Regions from separate parts of the Sus scrofa genome. Here region 2 is linked to region 1. A link is a contact called in public Hi-C data. All regions are on one chromosome and are shown on one strand. Each heading gives the region's core, a stretch centred on a gene start, on an enhancer-like site or on the middle of the called end of the contact. The rest is flanking DNA. Distances are from core to core; before and after follow the strand shown. Region 1 has its middle 790 kb from the start of ADAMTS5. Region 2 has its middle 130 kb from the start of N6AMT1.

Region 1 (3,253 bases), core at 69-2,568:
ATAAGGGAAAAATCTTTACTACCACCTGTTATAAACCCATAAATCAGCAGGGCTGTCATTCTGGACATAGATACTGTCAAACAAAGAGTATGGGGTATGGGGTAGAAAAATATTAGTTTATTCAACAACTGCTTAATTAAAATATATTCACTGGCCAGGTACAAAACATATTATGTAATTTTATAGAAATATCTAATTCAAGAAGTGAAAATAAAATGTAAAATAGGTGTCTGTAGATTTGGTTGACCACTCAAAGTGACCAGATATAGGAAAGGCATGGATGCTGAAGAGTGTGGATACTGTAAGTGGTCTGGGCTACTTGATTGAGCCACATGTCCAGTCTAAAGGGAAGCCTGGAGTAAAAATACCTGCAAGTGGCCTGGTATGTGTGTTCTATTACAGTCTCCTCTTAGCAATTGTAATGAGTCAAATACAGTAATTATACACACTTCTAACATCTATCAATGCTAGAATGAGAAATTTCATTGGTATCATCTATCAGATTGAATGTCTCAGGACAGGAAAATCATCAAAAATGAATAGTTTTCTTATTTTACATAATTTTGCAAAAAAAAAAAAGTATTTTTTTAACAGGAGGAAACAAGTGGCAGTTGACATTTATTTGTGCATAAACCCCTCTCCAAAATATGAATGAGGGTAGAGTTTGTCGAGTTTCTACTTTTAGAAAAGAATAATTTGAACATTTCATCAATTTGACTTTTTAAATTTAATATAAAATGGTGTTTCTAGGCTAGTTTTAAGGGCACTTTTAACAATTAGAACATTTATAACCTTATGCATTATATTTCTAATTTTTTAATTAATTGTGCCAATTTTGTAACAACATCATTTTGATTTTTTAAAAAACTTCCTATCCTTTGTGCTGTTTATCACAGCATAAGAAGAATATGTGAAGAATATAGATTATAACAGATAACATTATAGAGGAGATATAAAATTCTTCCATTAACTCAGAAAACCTAGCATATTGCTGTAGTGCTATTTTCTTATTTTTAATTGTGCGTAGGAATGCTATTGAAATGTATTAAGACCATATATGAAGTAACTGTATTCATTTTTAATATTCTCAATTTAAGCTACACATTTTTCCTGTCAGTTTTTGCTTTTGCTGCACAAGTTAATATATTTTTGTTGCTGCATTTCAGATGAGAGGTGCCAAATGTTCCTGTTGTGTACATCCGTGAAAATAACTCCTCTCAAATGGTGTAAAACAAAGATAAAGGTTTGTGTAACATTTTCAAGTATGTGAGATACAAGAGATCATCTCTGGGGTTTTTTTTAGAAGGGTGAACCAAACCTCACACCCGCAAAGCTTCGTTGGCATGCGAAAAGTCAGAGAGCTGGTATGCAAGTGCAAGACCCAAGGGTAGGAACCTGGTTTAATAACGACTGGGGATTTTTCTTTTCACTATATCATCCTTAGTCTTTAAATTCACCCCTGTGAGAAGACACAATCTTAGAAAATATTACATTAGTCGATACGCATCTTTAGAATTATTTACAGTATAATGTCATATTTAGATGAGTAATTTGTTTAATACTGGTAAGTAAAACACAAACACACACTCACACACACACAGATGTAACCTTCACTAGGATATCACACTATATAGAAGAAATAGCTCAGAATTCAGAGTCAGCCATGCCTGGATTCAAGTTCTCCTAGCTCTTCCTACAATCTTATTAAATCCTTTCCTCATGACTTTTCTCTCCTTTCCCCCTTACTTTCTCTTTTTAATTTCTTTTTTTTTTTTTTTTTTTTTTTTTTTTTGTCTTTTTCTAGGGCCTCACCCATGGCATATGGAGGTTCCCGGGCTAGGGGTCTAATCAGAGCTATAGCTGCCAGGCTACGCCACAGCAACATGGGATCCAAGCCATATCTGTGACCTACATCACAGCTCACAGCAACGCTGGATCCTTAACCCACGGAGCAAGGCCAGGGATCAAACCCGCAACCTCATGGTTCCTAGTCGGATTCGTTAACCACTGAGCCAGGACGGGAACTCCTCTTTTTAATTTTTTTTAACATTTAATTTTATTGGCGTATGGTTGGTTTACAATATTGTATTAGTTTCAGGCATACAGCAAAGTGAATCAGTCATATATATATATATATATATAGAGAGAGAGAGAGAGAGAGAGAGACAGAGAGAGAGAGAGAGAGTCATATATATATTTTCCCATATAGGTGTGTGTGTGTGTGTGTGTGCGTATAGTCATATATATTTTTTCCCATATAGGTTATTAAAAACCATTGAATAGATTTTCCAGGGCTATACAGTAGGTTCTTATTAACCATCTATTTTATACCATAGTGTGTTTATTTTATCCCCACCCTCCCAATTCCCTCCCCAACAGTTTCACCTGTGTTAAACATAGATTGGTTTTGAAATCTGAGTTTGTTTCTAAACAAATTTTTCCTAACATTTAAAAAAATGTTATTTTGTATCATTTTATTAGACATAAGTGATATTAATATTTGTCTTTAATTTATTTCACTCAGTATGACATTCTCTAGGTCCATCCATGTTGTTTCAAATGGCATTATTTCATTCATTTTTATGGCTGAATAATATTCCATTGTGTGTATGTACATCTTTATCCATTAATCTTTCAATGGACAATAGGTCGCTTCTATGCCTTGGCTATTGTAAATAGTCCTGCAATGAACATTGGGATGCGTGTATGTTTTTGAATTAGAGTTTTCTCTTGGTATACGCCCAGGCCTGAGATTGACTTATTTCCTCTTTACCCCTATTTCTCCCTGTTTTCATTTCTCATTCCTTTCTTTTCTTGCTTCTTTTTTTTCTGAATAATTTAGGCAAAAACTCTTAGGCACCCCAAATTGAGAAGGGATCTGGTTTGGCAGGGGGGGACCCAAGAAAGGAAAGTGAGTCTAGAAGCATCGAGCAGGGTCAAGTAAGGGACACACAGGAAGACTGAGTAATGCAGAAGTTTGATGAGGCTAATGAGAGCCAGGCTTCTTACAATTGGAAAATGTAAGATCAGGTTTTTTTTAAGAAGAAGGGAATGCAGGGGTGAATGTTTTGGTGCTGGAAGGGGATTGGGAATACTGGTGTACATTCATGGTTGTCAATATAGACAAATTTTTAAAAAGACATAAATATAAATAGTGATATGAAATTGTGTGTGTGTGTGTACATAAATTTCTTAGTTTCATTCACTAAGAGGGATGGGGGCAGTAATGCTCTAGTAATAGATAAACCTAGAC
Region 2 (3,364 bases), core at 259-2,758, 920 kb before region 1:
TCTGCAAAGTAGAGCTAATAATAGTATTCACCTCGAGGTATAATTGAGAAATTAAAGGTGTAAACATGGTAACAGTGATAAAGTACAGAGAACCCAGCTGGCCGCGTAGTAAGTCCCCTTTAATTGCCAGGGGTTCTTACTGTAGGATGTAAGGATATTACTTATGTCATATAGTTTTGTTCTGTATATGTAATACGAAAATTTCATGCTTTTATTATTTATATATTTACACGATAGAAGTAGCATTAGCTACTTTCTTTCTTTTCTTTCCTTTCTTTTTTTCTTTTTTCTTTTCATGGCTGTACCTGGAGCATATGGAAGTTCCTGGGCTAGGGGTCGATTCCAAGCTGCAGCTGCAGGCCTATGCCACAGCCACAGCAACACCAGATCTGAGCTTTATATGTGACCTATACCACTTAACCAGATCCTTAACCCACTGAATGAGGCCAGGGATTCAACCTGCATCCTCACAGAACCCACGCTGGGTTCTTAACCCGCTGAACCACAATGGGAACTCCTATTTTTATTATCCTATTATTTGATAGAGTAGCAAATAAAAAGTGCTATAAAATTTGTGAAGTACCATAAAATAGATGCCAGCCAATTTTTCCTTAGCTGGCGCTGTTACAAAATTCAGACATGTTTCTCCTGGTAGCCTTTCCTCCTTTCTTTCTTCCTCCCTCCTTCCTTCCCCTCCTCTATTTCAAAGAGCTGTTATTGGGAGTTTCCATTCCAGCTTAGTGGAAATGAATCCCACTAGTATGCATGAGGATGTGGGTTCCATCCCTGGCCTTGCTCAGTGGATTGGGGAATCCAGCGTTACTTTGAGCTATGGTGTAGGTCATAGATGCAGCTCGGATCTCGCGTTGCTGTGGCTGTGGTGTAGGAGCTCTGATTCCACTCCTAGTCTCGGAACTTCCAAATGCTGGGGCTAAGGCCCTAAAAAAGCAAAAAAAAAAAAAAAAAAAAAGCTTTTGTTTCTTTATTGTAAGAACACTCAACATGAGATATACCCTCAACTCTTTTTGAAGTGCACAACATATTTATGGGCACGATGTTGACAGCAGATCTCCAGAAGTTAAAGCATCTTGTATAGCTGAAACTTTGCGAACGTTTTTGACATAGTAGCGGTAGAACATGCTGTTACAAAAATTTTCCTGTAGGTGGCAGCAGAGGTCTAAGGTTTGGAAAAAACTCCAGGGTCCTTGCAGACATCCTATATCATCAGAAAGGGTGAGAAAAATTATCCCATGGGTCTGTTTTGTATCTTAAAATTCCCTTTCATAATTGTTTCTGGGAAGGGGTGTGTCATGGTATTTCGGGAAGCGCTCTAATGCAAATGATATCTGGGAAGCGGGAGCTTGCCTATTATTCATCAAAACCTCAGGCAAAATGAGAACATTGGTGCATTAATAGGATGCAAGGAAGTGGAACTGAAGGTGGAAGTGAGATAGGGGCGGGTAGCAGGAAGAAAAGCGCTTGGGTTTGGGCGCGTCCCAGGACGCCTTGATCTGCAGCGAAGGGCACAGCCAGGTAAAGCCAGAACTGAAACCTTTAAATCACCCCTCCAGAGCAGTTCCCTCTTGGCCGAATTTAAAAAGTGAACGCCTGGAAAAACATCATCCATGAAATTTAAATAACATGCAGATTACACAATATGTATATGTCAGATTCTCTGTATCTTTTATAGATCAGGGGAATCATAAACTAGCTAAAAGGAACCAGGAATGTTGCAAGGATTCAGATAATGACGCTCTGCAATTAAATGTGAAGTTCTTCTTAGCCACCACCAGAGGCAGTATTACCCCACAAAACGATTAAACCAACCCGTTCATTTTGTGAGCTAAGTGGACCGCGTATTAACTACGGGCTTTCCACTTGTAGCAGTAATTGGAATTAAGCTTGTAAGGAACAATTACTTTTATTTGCGCTTTTTACATAGATAAAATATACTTTTGTTGTTTCTGTGTTACTTAGGTATAAAGTTATTGTCTGGGATTTTCAAATGGGAGCCTAAAGGGTGTATTATCTGTGACCCTGCATTTGAGGATTCAAAATTATCAGTGAAAAACAAACAAACAAACAAACAAACAAACAAAAAACAGCATAGGAGTTGAAGTATAAAGCCTCAGGGCCAGAATATATCAACTGCTGCAAAGTTGCAAGACAAACAACATAAGTTTGTTCCGTTCATAATTAACTCTTTTTGATTGGCAGCCTATGGCTTTTTTCCTAATAGCATAAACAGAATGGTTACAAAATATGATTCCTATGGTTTACATGTTTTATAACCATTTGTGTATAAAATAGATCTCGGTAAGTGCATTCATGGTTGAAGAGTTTGCCAAGGTGATTATCAAATGAGATCCTGTGTGTAAACTGCCTTGCCTGAGCCTTAAGCATAGCAGAGAATTGTAATAAACGGAAGCTGCTGCTTCGTTTATTAAGAGAAATAATAGATTAGGGAATAGGCACAACAGTCCTTTCCTATGGTGAGACAGGAGCAGCCAAACGGTGAAATATCAGGCTGATGCTTTAGTGGGAATATAACAGGGTGAGCTGGCTCTGCTTCCCTAGCTGGCTGTATCAGCGCAGGAAAAACAACACAGGGTTCTGTCTTCAAGAGGCGCTGCAGACCATGGAGCCCAACAGTGAACTGATCACACCTTTCAAGAATAGCAAATCTATAGTTTTCTATATTGCTCCATTTAGATGAAATTTCCAATGCAAACTTAAAGAACACTTTTGTGGCAGTTTTTGCTGGGATCAACTGAGTGCCTGGTTTCTTGGAGAGCTTCAGAGCGACACACTATTGGGTAGCCACAGTGACATTGCAGGTTCAGGATACCCTTGGACCATACAGGGCATAATAAGCAAAGATGAGTGGTCTTAATGGCTGGTATCATCCAGGTTTCACCACTTCTCTTGTTTTTGGCTTCTTCCTCTTCTAGTAGGTATAATTCCTTAAGATCCCTTGTTTGAACCAATTTAGACTCTAGTTGTGCTTCCAGCTTTTCTTCCCTCTCTTCCTCCCTCCCTCCCTTCTTTCCACCTCTTCCTCCCTCCCACACCTTTCTTTCTAGGTATCTTAACCCAGCCTTGTTACTTACTTCTATTTGTCTTAGACCCAAACATCAGAAGCAAACTCTTTAACTTATTTCTTGTTATGGACTGAATTATGTTCTTCCTTCTCCCCATTTACATGTTGAAATCCTCACCCCTCAGGATCTCGGGCTGTAACTGTCTTTGGAGATAGGGTCTTTCAGGAGGGAGATGAAGGTTAAGTGATGTCATCAAGCTGGCCTGATGTGATGACTGATTTCCTTATATGACGACTTTAGGACACCAGACACACAGAGGGGAG

Evidence for each region. A called contact is a pair of places that touch in the nucleus more often than the background predicts.
Region 2: a Hi-C map of fetal heart ventricle shows a contact between it and region 1, with 11 times the contacts expected there. The contact joins two enhancer-like sites. A contact is called at or near these places in 17 of 47 Hi-C or Micro-C datasets (alveolar macrophages, brain, embryonic fibroblasts and 12 more).

Annotation. Positions count from the first base shown.
Region 1 is chr13:191,203,641-191,206,893 of Sscrofa11.1, reverse strand. No RefSeq gene overlaps it. Among named protein-coding and RNA genes, the nearest start is that of ADAMTS5, 790 kb to the right of the region's middle. Within about 2 kb of position 1,318, at least 1 of the 83 cell types and tissues checked has an H3K27ac peak or open chromatin away from gene starts, as enhancers often do.
Region 2 is chr13:192,121,530-192,124,893 of Sscrofa11.1, reverse strand. No RefSeq gene overlaps it. Among named protein-coding and RNA genes, the nearest start is that of N6AMT1, 130 kb to the left of the region's middle. Within about 2 kb of position 1,508, at least 23 of the 83 cell types and tissues checked have an H3K27ac peak or open chromatin away from gene starts, as enhancers often do.